2 separate regions of the Sus scrofa genome follow, and region 1 is linked to region 2. A link is a contact called in public promoter capture Hi-C data. All regions are on one chromosome and are shown on one strand. The core of a region is the stretch at or near the end of the contact, and the rest is flanking DNA. Distances in the headings are between cores, read along the strand shown.

Region 1 (4,724 bases), core at 796-3,295, 280 kb before region 2:
AAAATAAGTCTGGATATTTTTACTATAGATTAATAGTTACACATAAAAGAAGGTATCCAATCTCATGTTTACTGGACTTATGCTTTTAGTGTTCCAAGCTATCTTTGCAGAAACTGCTTGTCCATTCCATCTGTTAATTAAGTGGAATAACTCTACATCCCCTTTGTTTCTCACAGTTCCACGGGGAAAGGTCCACTCATTTGCCAGGTGCGGCTCCATATGGAGAGTGTCAAATTCAAAAGGAAGCAGAACCAAGAGATGAAAACCATAATTCCCCATAAGATCCTGCCAAGCATTGTCCTCCCATCCTTAAAAGCTTTCCCCAATAACATGAGGCAATCAATTATTTTCTTTAAGCCAGTTTGAGCTGAGTTTCTATCACACACACAAAGAGTCCTAAGGCAACACATATATTTGCATTACTCCACATGAGCCTTTAGTGTGTGCCCTCAAAGAGCCAGGCACTGCACTAGGTGCTCAGGATACAGAGCTAATTAAAGCACAGTCCCTGCTCTTTTAGAGTGACATTCTTGAAAGGGGACCAAGGTGTGCAAATGATTCCAGGACAACAAGTAAATGTATAACAAAATATGTGCTGTATGATTTATAAAAGGCCTGAGATTGAGCAGAAGAAATGGATCTAACTCTACTTAAGGACACCAGAGAGCTTCACAGAAGAGATTATGCTTGACCTGAGATTTGAATAAGCAGGAGGTTTGCCAAAAGGAGAGAAATGTAAGGTAGAGGCAACAGTATGAGAAAGCATGGATGTGTGGTTGAGTGCTGTGGGGCTTTTGGGGATAACTGAGTGTAGGATTTAGTGTAGTGTGTCAGGAGGCACTCCTGGTGCCCTATTGAGGCCTGTTTCATCCTCTTTGATAGACTGCATTCCATGGGGACAGAACCCTGATGGTAACTAAACTCCCTTGGTCACTCTGATACATTCTCCACAGTGCTGCCTATTATCTTCCTACAACAGGAAGTGTGCCCTGCCTCAATCTTGCTTTTAAACTCTTCAAAGATTTCGATCATCGGTAGGGCACACAAGGCTGTTCACTAACTTAGAAAGGTCTATGACCAGACTCGCAGTCTGCCATCCCACCGTCAAGCCACCGATCTACTTGCTATTTCCAGAAAATTCCAAGCAAACTGTTAAGAAAACCCTCGATCCCACTCATCTTTGAAAGAGCTGGTTCAAGTGTTCTGCATTCTTTGCTAGCTTCGCTTCTCCCCACCCCCAACCAGGAAGAAAGACTCCCTCCTCTGGTTTCCATGGCAACTTACACATTCTTCCACTACAACACTTAAGAAATTAAATAGATTGCCGCGCCTACTTTCCCCCAATGGAAAATTAGACCCTCAACGGCAAGGCGCCCTCCCGGGGCTTGGCACAAAGTCCCGCATAGAGGGCGATCAATGAGTGTTTGCTAAGGCTTGGTGCAGCCCTTCCTCCAGCCAGGAGTGATGCCCACACACAATGCTCCTAGCCCGTCCTCCCTGCTTTCCTCAAGATTTACCGATTACACACCAAGGAATACCAGTAACCAGTAACCAGTCTGCGTTACTCGGATTTGTAAAACGCAGTAAAGCCACAAGAGCTATGGGCACTGTACATGCGCTTGGCATTACACACACACACACACACACGCACGCACACACACGGATTTAATAACCACAAGTACTCGCCACCCGATTAGCAGGACCAGATGCGGGAGAAGGGATGCTCCTCAAAAACATTTCTCAAACAAGGCCCGCTAATAAAACAGCCCGGTCGCGGGGACCAGCAGCCTAGAAGCTCGAACCAGTCCTCGCCGGGGACTAGGCAAAGTGGGGAAAGTGCAAAGTGGGGAAAGGAGATCGCGGCCCGGCGAGAGTTGAGTGTGCCCGGGCCTCACCGCGCGGCCGCTCCTCCGTGTACAAGTCGATGACGACGTCGCCCAAAGTGGTCTCCAGGAGAACCGCCATGGCGCCCGCTCCTCTGCTACCAGCGCCTGGAGTGACAGGAATAGCCCGACGTCATCTACGCCACGCGTCACCTTCGGCGCGACGCCTTTTTACGTCATTCCTCCGGCGACACCGCCCCTTCCTAGAGGCTCTCTGGAGGCAGGTCTGGTCGGTGCCCCGCCCAACCTGACAGAGCCCTGGGTCCCCGCCTCTCGCGCGGCCCTTTTGAAAATCCTTTGGAGCTGGAGCGGAAGCCTGTCACTCAAAGGGGCTCCTCTGAAGGGTTTTGTACCCCTTTTGTGACCATCTCAAGAACGGGACGGACATTTCTTTCAAGCTGTTCTGGCTGCCTCCGTCGTAGCCCGAGGGCGACTCTGGCGCCACCTTCCCTCGCCTTATTGGGACATCTGCCCTCGGTTTCTAATCGGCCTCTTTTTATTGCCTTGAATCAGGCCTGAAATGTACAATTTGCTACCGAGAAAGATTGTTAGCAGGGAGTTCTTTCCTGGCTAATCTTATGTAGAGCAGAGAGTGTACCTGTTATGTAGCAGGTCGTGGGTGGGTCCTTAGTGCAACAAGCTAAAAATCATAGGCTTCATTCAGTCCTTTATCTCTACTGCTTTTATCAGTACTCTTAACGAAATAAAATTCACATTTTAAGGCAAGACAAAAATTTAAACAAAATTCTCTGCCCTTTGGCTTCCTCCCTCCCCTCCAGTGTGCGCTGTGCATTAAGCAGACCCCGCCAATGGGAGAAATACCTGCTCAACCATAGAATCAATTTTTCTTCTTCTGGCACCAGCCATGAAACTCCTTAAAAGATAACATTCCTTTCTCAGTCCCCTAAGGGGTAATGATGACCCACTCACCTCACATGTGTAGCCATCTTTGGTGAATTTTATGTGCAAAGCCAATATATCATCTCCATTAAAGATAGAGATTGGTGGAGTTCCCTGGTGGCTCAGTGGGTTAAGGACCTGATATCACTGCTGTGTCTCAGGTCACTGCTTGTGGTGTGGGTTCAATTCCTAGCCTGGGAATTTCCACATTCCTGGGGCAAGGTCAAAAAATAAATAAATAACTTGAAGATAGAGGCTTCGTACAAAACGGACTGGTCAGATGACCTAAGGAGATACGAGGCCACATTTAATGGAAGTCCTTAGCTTAAGTACTTACTTAAGACCATATTAATGTTACTAACTATATTACTTGTGCCCTGCCTTTTTTTTTGGGGGGGGGGGGAAATAGCTATATTGCTTTGCCCGGCAAAGGAGAGTCACACCAGGCTAATGCCTCAAAGACTGTGCCTCCCTTAGGAGAGATTGGGAGGTGGTTTCATAGTTTGGGAAATAAGAAAAGAGGACTGCAGATAAGGATCAGGGTAGAGGCAAATTGCATTGTTTTCAAAGTTGGTGTTCAGTAGTTTGGTGGTCTTCTTTCTGGAATAAAGACCCCCTCATTAACATCTTCCATTTGTTGGGGGGTTTGCTCCCACACACAGGACTTACAGAGCTTTTTATCTGCTTGTTCATTTTCTGTCGCTTCTGGGGCTGAAGAGTGACTCTCCAAACATGTCCACTGCCTAATCCCCGACCATAACCTCCTGGTGTCTGGACTCACTGAGGTTCAGTTTCTTCATGCCTCTGCACAGAAGGAATTCAGTGAGAGACAAAGTGATAGGTAAGATATAGATTTATTAAGACAGGACGCTTGTGAGAGAGGCCCTGCCTATTTTATAAGATTATTGTTTTTTTGCAAATGATTAACTAACCCTCCAATTAAAAATAATGATGGGAGTTCCCGTCGTGGCGCAGTGGTTAACAAATCTGACTAGGAACCTTGAGGTTGCAGGTTCGGTCCCTGCCCTTGCTCAGTGGGTTAACGATCCGGCGTTGCTGTGAGCTGTGGCGTAGGCTGGCAGCTACAGCTCCGATTCGACCCCTAGCCTGGGAACCTCCATATGCCGCAGGAGCGGCCCAAGAAATGGAAAAAAGACCAAAAATAAAAATAAAAATAAAATGATGACTAGGTGACTTGAAATGATTGATAATATACAGTTCTATAAAATCAATTATTATAATAGTATGACTCTAGATATGAGAAGAAGCATCAAGAGAGAACCATTTCCTCGACCATAGAAGGCTAGTAACACAGGTGATCCAAAAGCTTTGGGGTACTGTTTCGTCCAGCAGTGGATGGGATTTTACATAAAAGGCATTCCCATTGTGGCTCAGTGGGTTAAGGATCTGATGTAGTCTCTGGGAGGATGCAGGTTTGATCCCTGGCCCCATTCAGTGGGTTAAGGATCTGGGATTGACAAAAGCTAAGGAGCAGGTCACAGATGCAGCTCAGATCCAGTATTGCTGTGGCGTAGGCCTGCAGCTGCAGCTCCAATTCAACCTCTAGCCTGGGAACTTCCATATGCTACAAGTGCAGCCATGAAAAGAAAAAAAACTAGAAGAGAAGCCATAAAATGGGAGAATATTTTTGCAAATGAAGCAACTGATAAGGGATTAATCTCCGAGACATACAAACATCTCATGCAGCTTTTCATCTAAAAAGCAAACAACCCAATCAAAAAATGGGCAGAAGATAAAAAGATATTTCTCAAAAAAAGACAGCCAAAAAGCAAATGAAAATATGCTCAACATCGCCAATTATTAAAGAAATGCATGTCAAACTACAATGAAGTATTACCTTACACCAGTCAGATGGCCATCAACAAAAAGTCTACAAACAATAAATGCTGAAGAGGCCATGGAGAAAAGGGAACCCTCCTG
Region 2 (5,092 bases), core at 2,569-5,068:
CTTCGTGTTCGCTCCAGGCTTGCATGTACGGAGGGCAGGGAGACACTCGCTGCTTTATCCTTGTGGGGCTTGTTGCAGCAAAGGACGCAACCACCTGAACTCCCAGGAAAAAAGGAGCATATATTAACCATGCTGGTGAAAGATTTCTTCTATTTGTCCTTCATCAGACTTGCTTATCCGAAGCCCTGTCAAAAATCCAACAAGCAAAGGGCTGGATGAAAAAATGTCTCTTTCAAGTGTATTGATGAGTACTTGGGATTGACACATGATAAAAGTGGCCACTTAAACACACCTCCCCACGTGTCCATAAATACACAGAGATCACCAAAAGGGGCAAAGAAAACGCTTCTCACCCACACCTTCAGCACCAGGAAGCCACTGAAATCCCCTGAGTCCATAAGAATCTCACCGATTAGGGACAGTATCGGTAACCCTGGATGGGGTCTCGGGGTTGGGTGGGAGGGATGCCTCAAGGTGAAATCGCTTTTGGGGACTGTTCTGTGGTTTTGCAGGAGAATATCCCGCTCGTGTGACAGTTCCAGAGAGAGACCCGGTTTGTAAGAAACACGCACTCACATCTCTTGGCAGGGATGGGGCCTCAGGGTGAGAGCTTGCCCTGAATTTGCGCTGAAAGAGAGTTTTCTGCACTGTGCTCACAACTATTGTCTAAGGTTTTACTTCCTTCAAAAAAACATGTTTTTAAGTTATAAAAATGAGACTTTATGATAAAAGTCATTTTGTGAACTTGCTCTGGGAAGCGAGATAGCTAAAGAAAGGCAGTGGCGGTGAGAAACTGGGCCTCCCCATCTTCACCTCAGATCCTGCTCCTTGTCTGAAGGCCGCTCACCCCACTGCCTTCTCCCTCTCTGTGCTCCTGCCTCTGGCAGCGTCACCTCCTCTACCTGCTCAGCACGGCCTGTCCAGGCCCTGGCAGCGTCCAGAGGCGCCCAGGCGGCACCAGGAGGTTTGCACCCTCATGGCTCCAGAGGCTGCCACTCACTGGGATGCAGGAGCTGGCAGGTGACCACCAGAGGACACAACTCAGCTGCCCTCCTGAGATCAGATCAAGCCTCTAAGCCAGGCTGTGTGTGTATGTGTGTGTGTGTGTGTGTGTGTGTGTGTGTGTGTGTGTGTGTGTGTGCGCCTCATGCATGTTCTGCTTGGAATTCCTGATGGCCAGAGGAATTTGTCACTCGTCAGCCCTGTCCCACCCACCTCAACCTCCTGACTTGGTCTTTTCTCCACCAGCCTAGATGCTGGAGCCATGTGGCCGCCGTGCTGGCCCTCCAGCAGGCTGGCTTTCTGTTCTGGCACATTCCTCTGGCAGAGCTTCCCTTTCCCAGTCCCAAGAGCCAGTCCCCCTTCAAGCCTGGGCACTGACACCACCACCCATTACGTTTCCCTGACCCTCCTTGGGCTCAGTGACTTCTCTGCCTCTGTGGGTCCATGTGTCTGAATACCGGAGCCCACAGCAAGCCAGTCGCACTGGGTGGGAGCTGCTGGGCACCTGTGTGCTCCAAACTCTGGGTGTCACTGCCCGCAGAACTCGTCCTTTATCACCTGGGTAACAGAGCAGCTCATGCGCACTGCTGCTCAGTCATCTGTGAGAAGGTGAGTGACCTCGGGGACCCATAGCTGGGGGGAGGGTCCACGGAAGTCTGGGGCCCACTTCCCTAGACGCACAGGTTGAGGCCAAACAAGCTGGATTCCATGGGCGCACCCCCAACCCCCCTCAGGTGAGCCATAACATCACTCCTGCACCAGCTTCTTGTGTTGATGAGGCACATGGGAGGCCCAGCGTCCCTTAGCCTGTTGTGAGCGCTGGGGACGGCCCATGAGTCCCGCTTGTCCTCATCCACTGAACCTCTTCCTAAGTGACAAAGACAGACAGAGACCTTCCACTCTGCACCCTCCTTGGCTGACAGGCATGGCGTCTCTTCCCAGTTCACTCCCACTGTCCCCAGGCTGTGGGCAAGTGCCAGAGGCCTGGCCCAGGACCCGGGGCCTGTCTCTGCTCTTATTACCAAGGACAAGAGAGAGAGACCACCCCCTCCCTGCCCCCATCACCGATGTGCTGGAGTCTCTTTGGGAGGGGCCCGTGTGGTGATCTGGAGACAAGAGACACATGGGGGCTGGGAGGAGGACAGGACTCAGGCTTGGGTGGGGGCGCCAGCTTGGTGGGTTCAGGTGATCTGTGTGTCAGGAAAAGAGTTGCAGGCACGGGCCTGGGGGCTAGGAGCCTGGGTTGAATCCACGGGAAGAGACCACCCCAGGGACCTGGAAGCCTCCATGGAGGAGGCTGGATAAGAGGCAAGTGACTGGGAGGACGGGAGAGAGGCGGAAGGATGGCCTTAGAGACCTGGCCAGGACCGGGAAGAGGGGCCCCTGCGAACACCTGGACAGTCCCCCCAGGGCCTGCTCCTGGAACCTGGACTCGTTTCAAAGCCCCCGTGAGAGCAGACTCCCCAGGGAGGTGATCTCAATGGGTCTGAGCAACAGAGCATAACTTCACAAACAGTAGTCAGGAGAAAATTCTAGCTGATTGCTTGGTGTTTCTTTTTCTTTGTTTTTTTTTTTTTGTTTGTTTGTTTTTTTGTTTTTTTGTCTTTTTAGGGCCAGACCGGCAGCATATGGAGGTTCTCAGGCTAGGGGTCAAATCGGAGCTTCAGCTGCTGGCCTACACCACAGCCACAGAAACTCAGAATCCCAGCTGCATCTGATCCTTAACCCACTGAGCGAGGCCAGGGATCAAACCCGAGTCTTCATGGATAAGAGTCAGGCTCTTTAACCACTGAGCCACGATGGGAACTCCTGGTGTTTCTTAAGCTTGGCACTCATCCCCACCCACATCTTTCAATAGGAAACCCAGGCTCAGGAAGGAAAAGAGATGGAATGGGGCCCCTGGCCAGCAAAGGACTCAGCATAGGCCTCCCAGTTCTGGTCTCAGCCCTGCCACCCTTGAAGTGGGCAAAGGCCAGGACCACCTGGGAGAGCAGAGCCATGGATCTCTGTGTCACAGTCTTGCCAGAGACTTTGAACGTCACTGGCTGTCTCTCTGGATGGAGGTAAGGACCTGAGACAAGGACTCACTTACCAAGAATTAGGAATCATTTCCAGGCTCGACCACTGATGCCTCCCTCTGCATCAGCAGACAGCCTAGGTGTGAATTCTGGGCTGTAAAAGCACTAGTTGGAGGCCACCTGAAGACTAAGTGAGTGGGACAAAAGAGGGAAGAATTGCCCCCTCTAACCTTCTCCCCCTCTCTCCTAAGCCCCTATACCCTCCTCGCCCACCACCCTCTTCCCACCCCCACCACGCCCGCCCACAAACCCTCCCCCTCTACCCCAATCCCCATCGGGCTCTGAAGCCTCCATCCAGGGGGCTCTGAAGCCTCCAGGGGGCGCTGTGGCATATTTGTTCCGGAAAAGTTTCATCATTGCCTCCGGGCTCCCCCGTGAAACTTGAAGATAAAATTGCCTCTGGTCCTCTGGATTTTTTTTAAAAAAACATTTCTTCTGGTTCACAAAAACTCCTGGGCTCCACTGGCATAGAAACTACTAGAAAACACATCGTCGATGACACTACAGGTCCCGGCAGGTCTTCAGTCCCTTCGCTAGGCTGGCAGAGTTCTCCGCAAAGAAAAGCCGGAGTCTTTGAAGCAAAGCAGGATTGACTGAAATCGGGACTTGGGGAACGGGAGACGGGACAGCCGAAGGACCAGAAGAAAAGGTAGGCCGAGGAGCAGGAGGACAGAGCGTGGGCATGAACAGGAAGTGGCACCGGGCAGGGCTCCGGGGGCGTGGAAACAGCCTGCCATCACCTTTCAGCCACCGGGCGCTGGGGAATCTGCATTCCAGACCCGGGCGCGCGCTCTGCAAAGTCGCGGCTCCCGCAGGATCCGTGACGATGGCGCAGACCGCTGGCTCCACGGCGGGTCTGGGCTTCCTGAGTCTGCTTTTTTCTCTCCGGTTATGCCCGGCGGCCTGCGGTGAGTTCGGGGATGAACCTGGCGGGGTCGGGGCGCCGCGCCTAAAGAGAGGGAGATGGAGCGTCCGCTTGGGTTTGCGAAACTTCTCCTTGGGTGGGGCCGGCGCCCCTACGAAACTCTTTTGCCTTTGCGGCTCCTCTGTGACTTCCCTCTGGGTCCCAAATGGCGAATTGAGTGAAAAAGTAACGCCAGGAGGCTGGGGGGGACGGAGAGGACACCAGGAAATGGGGCACCGCAAGCCTCCAGGCCCGAGTCCTCCCCTGGGGAAGTGGAGCCCCTGCAGCCGGGCGGCGGAGGACAGGCAGCCAGCTCCATAGGCTGCCATAGGAACAGGTGGCCATACTGCCTGAGACAACCAGACGGGGTGGGCGAGGGGGATAGGGGGTGGGGTGTAGGGGCGGCAGGGTGGGGGTGGGGGGGTAGAGTGGGCGGAGGGGGCGGGGGGATGGGGAGTGGGGTAGAGTGGGCGGGCTTGTCGGCGGGCGTGGTGGGGGTGGGGTGGGGGTGGGAAGAGGGTGGTGGGCGAGGAGGGTATGGGGGCTTAGGAGGGAGGGGGAGGAGGTTAGAGGGGGCGTCTAAGGGGTTGGGAGACAGAGGGACAGGGTGGGGGGGAGGGGGGCCTGGGTGGTGCCTGTCCCCAGATCGCCCCATAGGGTCCTGCTTGTGGTTACAATACTCTTTATTACCCATCTCCCTGGGGCCCCTAGAGGCCCAGGACCTCCCACACCCTCCCACCTATGAAGGGGCCCTATTTCCTTCCCCCTCCAACTGGCCCCTTATCCCTGGCTTGAGGACATAGTCCAGCAACAGCCTGGGAATCTGACCCACGACTGCTTCAAGCAGGAGGGACTGGAAGCAGTTTCCCAAAGTGTGAGGCAGGGAATGAGGGTGAGGCGGGGGCCCCCCACCTTCATATTGGTACCCCCTGGGGAGCCCCCAGCCTTTAACAGGTATTCATTAGGACAGGGGTTTGCAGGCTTTTTCTCGCAAAGGCAGAAGGGAAATCTGTTGCCTTTACAGCCCCCACTGTGGTGGCGCAACAGCAGCCATGGACAATATGCAAAGCAGTGGGGAAGTAGGTTTGGCCACTGCCCTAGTCTCTGA

What was found. Promoter capture Hi-C pulls out the DNA fragments that hold promoters and counts their contacts.
Region 1: a promoter capture Hi-C map of fetal liver shows a contact between it and region 2, with 2.1 times the contacts expected there. The contact joins the promoter of PPIL4 here to the promoter of ULBP1 in region 2. A contact is called at or near these places in 1 of 5 promoter capture datasets (fetal liver) and 1 of 47 Hi-C or Micro-C datasets (embryonic fibroblasts).

What each region holds. Positions count from the first base shown.
Region 1 is chr1:16,398,259-16,402,982 of Sscrofa11.1, reverse strand. It overlaps PPIL4 (peptidyl-prolyl cis-trans isomerase-like 4), which reads right to left and starts at 2,045. Exons shown (of 13, transcript XM_021086908.1): 1 at 1,896-2,045. The coding sequence starts at 1,965.
Region 2 is chr1:16,117,999-16,123,090 of Sscrofa11.1, reverse strand. It overlaps ULBP1 (UL16 binding protein 1), which reads left to right and starts at 3,818. Exons shown (of 5, transcript NM_001004035.1): 1 at 3,818-3,988. The coding sequence starts at 3,907.